4 separate regions of the Sus scrofa genome follow, and regions 1, 2 and 3 are each linked to region 4. A link is a contact called in public HiChIP or PLAC-seq data. All regions are on one chromosome and are shown on one strand. The core of a region is the stretch at or near the end of the contact, and the rest is flanking DNA. Distances in the headings are between cores, read along the strand shown.

Evidence for each region. HiChIP or PLAC-seq counts read pairs in DNA pulled down with a chosen protein or histone mark.
Region 1: an H3K27ac HiChIP or PLAC-seq map of alveolar macrophages shows a contact between it and region 4. The contact joins the promoter of RNF130 here to the promoter of RUFY1 in region 4. A contact is called at or near these places in 1 of 5 promoter capture datasets (liver) and 1 of 2 datasets of contacts at active chromatin or transcription factors (alveolar macrophages).
Region 2: an H3K27ac HiChIP or PLAC-seq map of alveolar macrophages shows a contact between it and region 4. The contact joins the promoter of SQSTM1 here to the promoter of RUFY1 in region 4. A contact is called at or near these places in 1 of 5 promoter capture datasets (liver) and 2 of 2 datasets of contacts at active chromatin or transcription factors (alveolar macrophages and skeletal muscle).
Region 3: an H3K27ac HiChIP or PLAC-seq map of alveolar macrophages shows a contact between it and region 4. The contact joins the promoter of MRNIP here to the promoter of RUFY1 in region 4. A contact is called at or near these places in 3 of 47 Hi-C or Micro-C datasets (omental adipose tissue, retroperitoneal adipose tissue and subcutaneous adipose tissue) and 1 of 2 datasets of contacts at active chromatin or transcription factors (alveolar macrophages).

The regions. Positions count from the first base shown.
Region 1 is chr2:78,514,795-78,517,494 of Sscrofa11.1, reverse strand. RNF130 (E3 ubiquitin-protein ligase RNF130) reads right to left here and starts at 1,402. Exons shown (of 9, transcript XM_021084320.1): 1 at 1,116-1,402. The coding sequence starts at 1,362.
Region 2 is chr2:78,762,672-78,765,371 of Sscrofa11.1, reverse strand. It overlaps SQSTM1 (sequestosome-1), which reads left to right and starts at 1,374. Exons shown (of 8, transcript XM_003123639.4): 1 at 1,374-1,692. The coding sequence starts at 1,374.
Region 3 is chr2:78,729,242-78,731,941 of Sscrofa11.1, reverse strand. MRNIP (MRN complex-interacting protein) reads right to left here and starts at 1,331. Exons shown (of 6, transcript XM_013987518.2): 1 at 1,119-1,331. The coding sequence starts at 1,184.
Region 4 is chr2:79,020,328-79,023,027 of Sscrofa11.1, reverse strand. RUFY1 (RUN and FYVE domain-containing protein 1) reads left to right here and starts at 1,351. Exons shown (of 18, transcript XM_003123642.4): 1 at 1,351-1,750. The coding sequence starts at 1,456.

The DNA.
Region 1 (2,700 bases), core at 153-2,652, 510 kb after region 4:
AAAGCCTCACCTGATCCTTTTCTTCTTCCTCAGCTAGACTGCCTCAAAGACAACAGCTTAGCACTTGAGCATTCAAATACAAATCTCAGAGGGGGCATGATGTTTTAACAGTTTAGAGTATAAAAACAAACACCATTACCTTATTTAGGGTGTCTAGTTTAGATCATCTTAACTTCAATAGCAGCTTAAAAAAAAAAAAAAAATCCCCTCTCAGCATTCTCAGGGTGAGAGTAGGGTGGAGAAGACAGCAGACATTTTCCACAAAGTTCACAGTGGGCTAAAAAACAAAATCATGCTCTACAGTGTGGGGAACGTCTCCTTTAAAACATGACCAGAAATTTATACAGATACATCTACTATACGAAATAATTAAACAGAGCCTGTGTTTATAGGTAGACATGAGTGTAAAGCAAATGGCTTCAAAGACAGCTCTTGAAAATTTTACCTATTTTTCCCCTTTGGTAGACTCCCGTGACCTGAAGACTTGGCTACAGGTTCCAGTTGGTATCGGATTCTTCACAACGTGAGATTTTTTTCAGGCGTCAAATTACAGTAAAGCTCCTGGGGCAGAATAAGAGCCAAAAGCAACAGGGAAGATGCCTATTTTCCTCCTCCACCCCTCCTTCCACTTGCCACTTAAGAAAAACAGCACGTTTTTACGTTAGAAAAGGGCCTGGTCCTTCGAGATTCAATGCGGTGTTTGATTTCGGGAACGAACCTACGGATTCTGAAATACAGGTTAAGACCTCATCCATCATGAACTAGTTTTGCGCTCTTCCACCGCCGCCTTTGTCTGAGCTGTCCCTGCAAACTCGCAGTTCAATGCCTTCCTGTAAACAAGCCACCTAAAACCAAAAGGAACGTTCTAAGTCTTTCTAAAAAGAAAAGAAGATCCCCAAAACGCGCCTGGGAGCCTAATCCCAGCACCGAGCAGGCCGGAGTGCACACGACTGGAACCTCGACCGGGGGGCAGCCGCGCCGAGCGGCGCGACGATCGAGGCCGGGGGTAGGGGCACCGCGCCCGCCGCCCCCGCTCCCAGGCTGCGGCTCCCGGGGGCGGGGGACCATCGCCGGCCGCTGCGCCACGGCTTCTCTCTCCCCTGCCAGGCACTCACCTCCATGGATGGGCAGCGGTGCCAGCACCTGACCGCGGACCTCGGCCTTAGGCGAGTCGAGCCCGTAGCGCCCGCGGTCGATGCGGAACGTGAGCGGGGAGCCGCGGCCGGGCTCCTGCACGGTCACATTGATGAGCGCCGTGTAGTATTCCTGGCTCGCGTTATCAGCCCGCGCCGGCCACAGGCTGCAGGTCAGCAGCGCGAGCGCGGCGAGCCGGGCCGGGCCCGCCCGCGCCGCACCGCTCATCGTCCCTCCCGCCGCCGCCGCTGCTCGCGGACCGGGCTCCCGGGCCGGCGCCGAGAGGCGGGGCGGGCGCGGCCGGCGCTGCGGCGGGAGCGCGCGCGCGCGGCCGGCGCAGGGCCGGGCACGAGCACGGCTCTCCTCGGTGCCGCGGCGCCGCTGCTCGCTGCCCTCACGTCCGCCACCCGCCCGCGGGAACGCGCCCATGGGCTCCTCAGCGAGGACGGCGGGTCAGGCCGCGCGCAGTCGTCTCCTCCGGGGTCCCTCCATTCCACAGGGCCGGTCCCGCTGAGTTGGGGCGCCACTCGGGGAAGCGACGGGAGTGGAAGACGCGCCTGAAAAAGGGTCTTCGTAGCACAAAGTCCTGTTCGCCCGGCTGCCGCCTCAGGCGCGCACTCGCCGCCGTCCCGCCCCCTGTCAGCCGAGTGGCAAGGCGCAGGCCTTGGGCGCAGGCCCGCCCCCTTGCGCATGCGTGCAAGCCCGTGTCCGCTCCCGCCCGCCCGCACGAGGGCCCTAACAGACCCGGCACCTAATAGCCCCACGACCAGCCATGTTCATGCGTCGGGCGAGATGCGCACAGAGTTTGGAACCAGGGGCCTTTTCCAAGGGCCTATGGAAAAGTATGAGACAAGAACACAAAAGAAAAAAAGCTAAAACTAAAAATTAATTTCTAAATTAAATATGGGATTCCACATTTCAACCAGTCAACTCAAAGTCTTATTTATCATCATTGGGCCCAGGGCGGGTTGGGGGGGGGGTTCTGTGCAAATAAGAGTATGGGGGTCTCTCTAGACCTGGATCTTTAAGAACATCTGAGGTACTTGCTCAGGCATCTGGAACCCTGGAATTCCCTTTCCAAACAGCCCTGGGTCACTTAGAGCCCCTGTGGTAGAGCTCTTCCCTAGTGGTGGTCTTCTTAATGTTCTCCTCCCACTTAGCATGCCCTGGCCTGCCCCTGCTTGAGAAGCTCATGCCCCTTACTCCCTTGTCCTTACAGGATGTGAGGTGCCCATGCCTGCTGGTATGAGAAATGGTTGCAGAGACCCACAGAACCAGTCTGTTAAGTCAGCTGGGTGCGAGGGGTGGGGGGAGCAGGTCCCTTTAAAGCTCTCTTGGCCTTTCTGAATTTGTCAAGGAGAAAGTTGGTTCTAAAATGGAGTAGTGGGGTTTTTTTGCCTTTAAAAAAAAAAAAATACATTCCCTTTCTTGTATTATCTTCCACCATGTTCTGTCCTAAGAAACTGGATATAGTTCCCAGTGCTATATAGTAGGACCTCATTGCTTATCCATTCTAAATGCGATAGTTTGCATCTATTAACTCCAAACTCCTAGTCCATCCTCCCA
Region 2 (2,700 bases), core at 125-2,624, 260 kb after region 4:
CAATCTACCTTCCCCATGGTCTCTGGGTTTCCCATTCCCTTAAGGTTTTTTGTTTGTTTGTTTGTTTTTGTCTTTTTAGGACTGCACCTGAGGCATATGGAGATTCCCAAGCTAGGGGTCGAATCAGAGCCGTAGCCGCTGGCCTCCACCACAGCCGCAGCAACCCAGGATCTGAGGCTAGTCTGCAATTTACACCATAGCTCAGGGCAACACCAGATTGTTAACCCACTGAGCAAGGCCAGGGATCAAACCTGCGTCCTCATGATGCTAGTCAGATTTGTTTCCGCTGAGCCACGATGGGAACTCCCATCCCTTTAAGTTTTACTGACTTCCACAAACCCCACCATGAAAAAAGTGAGTGTGACTCAGCAGGTCTGACTTTCTACCTACAGAGCCCTACTTGGGAGGATTCATAGGGTGACATACCCGCCTGCTTACCTTCTTCTAAGGCACCTCCTCCCCCAACAACCCCCTTCCCCTAGGCACTTTGAACAGGTCACTTCGGTTACATAAAAGAGTGTTTCTTGGCTCCTGGGGGTGGGGTAGGGTGGGGGCTGTTGATGTAATCCCTGGGCTGCCCATGAGGCCAACAGACCTGAGATCTTTCAGGCCATTGGGCACCATTTGCTGAGCTGAACCTTGAGCTGACAAGTGGGGATGGATGGGGAGTACCGATGGGGAGTCCTTAGGGCTTCAGTGAACATTTGGTGGCCACTGAGGCTCCAGGAAGCCTTAGCAGACCCCCCAGCAAGGTGGGGATGGGAAGATCCTGTGCTCTTCTGGCATCTCTCAACCCTACCCCCTATTAAACTGGAAGCTCCTCTGGTGCTCAGGTTTGAGTTGAGTGTCTGTGCTTTAACCCAGTAAAGGGCCATTAGGGGGGATGCTGGGGGCGGCGTAGTGGGCTGCCACCTGAGAAACTGGTGGCAAGAGCGGGCCCTTGACAAGAGTGGCAAGGTCAAGACAGCGCCTCGGGAGCCAATTTGTTGTAGCTAGCAGTGTCAGCAGTGTCCCCTCTTCCTGGCTTCCAGCCTCTGTTGCCCACCTCCCTCCTGAGCTGTGCATCCCCGGTGGCCTGGGTTCCGTTTTGCTGAGTCACGGCCTGGTCAGGCCTGGGAGGGGTCTAGGGCGGGACCCTGGCCGGTCCCTTGCCCCAGGTATAGAGGTAGGCGCCAGACTTAGATGTCAGCGTGCGGGGCCGGCCTCTTGGTGTCCCTGGTGCACTTGGGGCGGTGAGGAGAGGGGTCGGGAATGAGGGGGCTCAACGGCGGGGAGAGGTAGCGAGGCTGGGGCTCCTGTAGGGCGGCTCTCGCGCGACGGCCGGGGTGGCTGGAGCCAGACCTCTGACACTCAGGCCCCGCCCCCAGGAAGCGATGAGGGGCGGGGCTTCACCCGCGTTCCCTACAAAGGCCGCGCGTCCCCTCCCGCTGCCGCCGCCGCCGCCGCTACCACCGCCGGGCTCTTCTCTTGCTCCCCAACTGGTGGTCATGGCGTCGCTCACCGTGAAGGCCTACCTTCTGGGCAAGGAGGATGCGGCCCGCGAGATTCGCCGCTTCAGCTTCTGTTTCAGCCCGGAGCCCGAGGCGGAAGCCGAGGCCGCGGCTGGCCCCGGACCTTGCGAGCGGCTGTTGAGCCGGGTGGCCGCCCTGTTCCCCGTGCTACGGCCCGGCGGCTTCCAGGCGCACTACCGCGGTGAGCAGGCCGGGCGCTCTCGGGGAGCGGTGCGGGGCCGTGACGCAGTGCTGCCCTGCCGGGCAGGGTCGCTGCTCCCTTCCTTCTCGTGGGGCTTGGGGCCGCCTGCGGGAGTTTGATCGCTCGTTGGGTGGGCGGTGGCCCGCGTGGGTTCCCATTTCGGCCTTGGGTGCCATTCTGGTAGCCAGGAGTGGTGACCACAGCCAGACCTGTGGGGTCAGGCGCTGCCAGTCCCCTAGCGGATCGGGCCCGGCGACGTAAGAGGCCTCCCCTCCCCCCACCATGATGGTGCAGATCTTGGGGAGGGCGCGCGGGGGCGTCCTCACGGCGGGCACGGGGTGGTTAGAGGGGCACTCGGGTTACACTGCCACTTGGCTACTGCCCAGCTGGGGCCCGCTAGCCCCAGATGGGGGGTTCGGATAGTAACCCGGAAGAGCCTGGGCGGGCAGATGAGGGGGAAGGGCTGGCTACGCAGAAAAGTGACGAGGGTAAATAAGCAGTGGGGAGCCCTCAGGGCTGCACAGTCTGGCCGGAGGTGGGGAGGAGAGACCATAGGTTGCCCAAGGCCAGGCGGGATCCAGACGTTATCCCGTTGGCAGCGGACAGAGGGACAAGGTGAAAACATTCTCGAGAAGTGTTGGTGTAGGGACAGAGCTCACGAGCCTGCCTAGTTTCTAGCTGAGCTGGCGTGACCGGTGGCTGCGCGGGGTGGAGTTGGGGGAGGTTGTTGTGACTGGGAGGGAGGCGGGCGGACCAGGCCCGCCGGTGGGTGGGGCCGTGCCGGGACCTCCCTCAGGACTGCTGCCAGCTCGCCAGCCCCTAGCTTTTTCAAAAAAATAACTTTGAGTTCCTGTTCACATACTGTAGTTTAAAGTGTTGAGTTTTTAGTATATTCACAGATTTGCGCAGCCATTATCACAATCATCTGGGAACATTTTCATCACTTTATACACCAACTCTGTTAGCTTCCTCCCATCCCCATCATCCTATCCTCCAATCCCCAAGCGA
Region 3 (2,700 bases), core at 82-2,581, 290 kb after region 4:
AACACGCACTGTATTATATATGTGTAATAATTTAAAAGTGAAAATGACTCCCATTTATTCTCAACTTCTAGAACTGAAAAATGAAATAAGTAAAAAGTCTCTGAGTTCCCTAAAACGGCCCTTACAAAGTCACAGCAAACTTAATAGGTACATACTCAGAGCTTTACTGACTTTATTTATTTATTTATTTCTTGGTCTTTTTAGGGCTGAACCTGTGGTATATGGAGGTTCCCAGGCTAGGGGTCGAATGGGAGTATCAGCTGCCAGCCTATGCCACTGGCCACAGCAACGCCAGATCCCAACTATGTCTGCGAACTACACCGCAGCGGATTGAAATGTTGGATCCTTACCCCACTGATGGAGGCCTGGGATCGAACCCACGTCCTCATAGATACTAGTTGGGTTACCACTGAGCCACGACGGGGAACCCCCACGCATTACTGACTTTTAAACAAATATTTTGTACGTAGTCTGATGCTATCCTTTTTCAGGGCACAGAGCAGCAGATAACTAGGAGGAGAAGGGGACTACCACAGCCGATACACTGACAAGCGTGACAGCATCAAGCAGGGAGAGACAGAACACGATCCAAGAAAGAACAAGTGACATCCCCTATCTTAGGTTTTCAATCAGGGAAGCAATGCATTTTACAAACTTCGATTATCCCTCACCACATAGATAGAGACGAGGGCAAAGGGAAAGAATGCCAGCAGGGGTAAATACAATAAAATTCCCTTTATTTAAATTAGGAAAGGGCCACTTTGGGTGCTAGGCTCTGCATAAAGGAGGCTAGCTTCTATCTGTAACCAGGTGTGCCCTGCTAAAGCTCATGAGGCCGCCTCCGCAGAAAACTTTACGACTGGTTTCTGCCAATTTTTACAAGCCAGCAAAACCCGAAAAAAAACCCAGAACATTATGGAGAAGGGACATCCCTAAAATCTAGTTCTCAGGACAGACGCTGTCACAGGTCACGACCCCAGGCACAACCCGCAAGCGCCCGAGACAATGCCCATGCCTGGGGACAGGGCGCGGGGAAGACGTCCAGCCCCCCGCGGCCCCACCTCATCCTGCCCGCTGTCCCCGACCTCGGAGGAGCGGGAGGCTGGAGCCCATCCCACCTGGTGCGCCTGGAAAAGCAGGCAGTGGCAGCATCGCAAAACCCGAGCCTGCTGTGGAGGCGCCATGGCGACTGCTGGCCGGCGCGCGCGCTCTGTCCGCCTGTCCGCCCTGGCTCCGCCCACTTCTTGCGCCCGGGCCCCTCCAGCCTCAGGCTCCGCCCCTTTATGCGCTCCCGCCCTGCGTTTCCCGCCCACACTGCTCTGCCCGGTTCTGCGGCCTTGGGCTTCTCTACCCCCAGGTGTTTCTCCACGTTCGGGTTGGTCCGCAGTCGACTTCAGGCTACTGGGGTCTTCTCTCTGCTACCCAGTCAGGCGTTGTTTGGAGTTTGCGTCAGTCAGGTCCACCGGTTCTCGTGAGCCAGTTCCCAGCTTTATTTAAAGGAGCGTTTTAAAGTTGCAAGGTTGGGGGAGTTCCTGTTGAGACGCAGCGGAAACGAATCCGACTAGTTCGTGGGTTGGGGTTCGATCCCTGGCCTCGCCCAGGAGGTTGGGCATCCGGCATTGCTGTGGCTGTGGTGTAGGCCAGCAGTTCGGGTACAGCAGCTCGCTAGTACTCCAGTAGGTGTAGCTCAGATTAGACCCCTAGCCTGGGAACTTCCATATGTCGCAGGTGTGGCCCTAAGAAAACCGGAAAAAAAAAAAGTTGCAACGTTGGGGTCTCTAGCTGCCGCTCCAGGTCGGCCCTTTGTTGGCACCGTTTCTTCTGCTTCTCTTAGCCTGAGAGAGGGAGCTGGAGGGTGCCGCCCTACTCCAGCTCACTTCTTGGGGCCAAAGTTGGGATATGCAGGACCGCTGGTCAGAGGTGGTCCAGTTAAACTTTGAGCTGCAGCACCAAGAATCCTGGGAAAATAAACAGTTCACCAGACCTATGCTTCTCAGAGAGGGAACCGGAGACGCCTGGCGGTTGAAAATGAAATCAGTCTTCTGACACCTGGCGGTTGAAAATGAAATCAGTCCCCCGTTACCGTCCAGGGTTCTTGGATTCCTTACTCAGTAGAAATTGATAAAGAGGCCAGATAAGAAATTCAGACAAGGCGTTATTGGGACTCATGCTGCGGCAAGGGGGAGTGAAAACAATAACGGATTCCTTTGCTTACTTCTGGGGTATTGGTGCTCAGCGTGGGATCTGGTTGCCTAAGTGACCTGAGGGTAAGGACAGGTCCAGCAGTCAAGCTGGCAGGGTGGCTTGGGTGGTCTGTCCACCCCCCTAGTGGTGCAGTGGGCAGGGATTATGCACAATACTCTGCTTTTGCTCCCCACCCCTCAGGAGTGAAAGCTGAGTTTTTGGTCTTTTTCTTGTGTCTTGTTCATAATTTGCCCCAACTGTGTATGCACACAGCTATTTTTAGTCCCTTAGAGTTTCTTTGTATTTTGTTGCTGGAGGAGAGGTTTGTCCAGGTGCAAGTACTACCCCAAAGGGGCCCAGGTCCCAGGCTGTCTCACTTCCTGCAGCCCTGAGAAAGCTCTGCTCTGAAAGGTGGAGGCCAAGTCCTGCTCTGGGCAGGGAGGAACAGCTCACCCCTCATGTCCCAACTTCAATGGGACCCCAATGCCAACCTGCCTAGACATTCACACATGCCTG
Region 4 (2,700 bases), core at 102-2,601:
AGATACCAGGAAAACCTGGGCTTCTAAAAGGACAGCCATCATCCACTCCACCAGTTCACTGCAATCAGAGAATATACTGAGTTGCAAAAGCTTCCAATGTTTCAAGACCAGGCCAAAGTCCAGACTTCTTTTCTTTCTTTCTTTCTTTCTTTTTTTTTTTTTTTTTTTTTTGGCTTTTTGAGGGCCGCTTCCCGAGGCATATGGAGGTTCCCAGGCTAGGGATCCAATCAGAGCCGTAGCGGCCGACCTACACCACAGCCACAGCGACACCAGATCCCAGATCCGAGCCACGTCTGCGATCTACACCACAGCTCACGAGGAATCCTTAACCCACTAAGCAAGGCCAGGGATCGAACCTGCAACCTCATGGTTCCTAGTCGGGTTCGTTAACCACTGCGCCACGACGGGAACTCCCCCAAATCCAGATTTTTTATGTGGAATCCTTTGATTTCTAAATATCTGCAATAGGAATTCCCCTTGTGGCTCTGCGAGTTAAAAATCTGACAAAGTGTCCATGAGAATGTGGGTTCGATCTCTGGCTCCACCCAATGTAGGCTGCAGAATCGGCTCAGATCTGCGTTGTTCCACGTGCTGCAGGTCTGGCACTCAGAAGAAAACAAAAAACAAAAATAAAAATAAATAAATATCTGCAACAACTTTAACTTTAAATTTAAACACTCTGGGAGGCAAACAAAACAGTCTCCTGGTTTGATAAAGCCCATATGCAGCACTTGGCAAACAAAGCGTCAAATGCTAGTGAAATTCGAATTTCTATTTAGACATAGTCCCTTCAAGGGGAAAATAGACTGTAATACCCTACGAGTGGACAGTATGTCCAAGCCACACCCTTCGGTAAAAAACAACTAATGTTCCTGTCATGTGTGCCTTACTTAGTAATGTGCTAAGTTTTGTAAGTATTACCATTTAACTAATTAATTAATAGCAGAATCCAGACCTTCTGATTCCCAGTCCACCAGTGTGCTCTTTCCTGCCAAGCTGTCCTATTTATTTAATTTAAAAAAACAAAAACAAAAAAAAACTGCTTTCCTGCCTCACCTGTCCCAGAGTTTCCTTACTCGCTTTTTTAGGGCTTGACGACTACTCCAGAAAAATGACCAAGTAGAAAAAGTTCTAAAATAAAATGAAAATGAGGGTAAAGTGTCACAAAGAAAACAACAGCCATGTGCGCTGTGTTCTAAGCCGGGCTGGATGCACCAAATAAAAGGAGAAAGTCCAAGAATAACTTCCAGGGAAACAAGTCCTCCCAGCTGATGAGGATGTGGGTGCTTCTTACGATTCGTATTTTCCCCAGCTGTTTTAAAGTAAAAAACAAGAAAGGAGGACGGGAAAGAGGAAGAAGACCGTCACGAACCGGGAAACAGAGCAGCGAGAGCGCAAAAACACGCGCCCGCGCGCCGGCCTCGCCGGGTCAGCCGCCCGCCCGGGCCACGTGACATGACCAAGATGGCCGACGGGGAAGACGGCTCCCGGGCGGGGCAGGAGCCCGGGCCAGCGCCGGGGCCGGAGCCGGGAGAAGAGTTTGAGATCGTGGACCGGAGCCAGTTGCCGGGCCCAGGCGAGCAGCAGAGCGCAGCGAAGGCCCGGGCGGCGGCGGAAGGCTGGTCAGCCCCCATCCTGACCCTGGCGCGGAAAGCCACCGGCAACCTGTCGGCGAGCTGCGGGAGCGCGCTGCGCGCGGCCGCGGGGCTGAGCGGCGCGGATGGCGGCGCGGATGGCGCGGTGCGCGCAGGTAGGGTCCGGCCAGGCGCGCCCTGCTTGCATTTCGCCGGGCGGTTGCCGGTTTCGCAGTGAGAGCCAGGTTGGCGAGTGTGTTTAACCGACTCCCCTGTTAGACGAGTTGTTAAAAAACCATCCTGTTAACACGCCTTAACCTATACCGTGCGTTCAAGCCAAGATAAATTGGTGGGCGTGGATGGCCTGAGATTGGAGTGACTCCACCTCCAGTTATGTTCCCCAGCAGCATTTTTATTCTCTTTTGGTGTCTTAAGATTTAAAAATGTACGCATTTAAGCTTGGGAGGTCTGTGTTAATTTTAAAAGGACTTGAAAAGTGAATCCCCACTGTTCTCTTCTTTAAATCCCAAAATGCCATACCGGCTCACACTTCCAAGTTGTCGACCGCATGCGTCCCTGCTCTCCGCTGAGTCAAAGCACCAAGGCGGAGGTCAGGGATTGAGGGTTCCGGGCGAGCTCTACCACCAGCTGCAGACAAGTTATCACATTTCCCAGCCTGTAAAATAAGAGATGTTTTTGATTGATCCAGTGATCTCTTACAGACTTTTTCAGCCTTTGTCATCTAGAATAGAGTTTCAGCAGGTGAGAATAGAATGATTATGATAGAATACGACTTAGAAAGTCCTATAAAGCCAAATATTTAGAGCTATGCTAATCAGTACAGTAGCCACTACCTACATGTGATATTTAAACATTAAAAATTTAGTTTCTCAGTCACAACAGCCACATTTTAAATGCCCAGTAGCCTCCATGTGGCTAGGACAGTGAAAACATTTCCATCATAGAGAGTGCTGTGGGGCACAGCTCACTAAAGGATGAAGTGCTGTCTATGAAGCATTATAGTGTGACTGAGTTTTTTTGATTCCATCCTTTCCACTGGTAAACTGGCTGTAGAAGTCAGCGATGGCACCAAAATAGTGATTTGGGACCAATTCAGTGGTTAAGA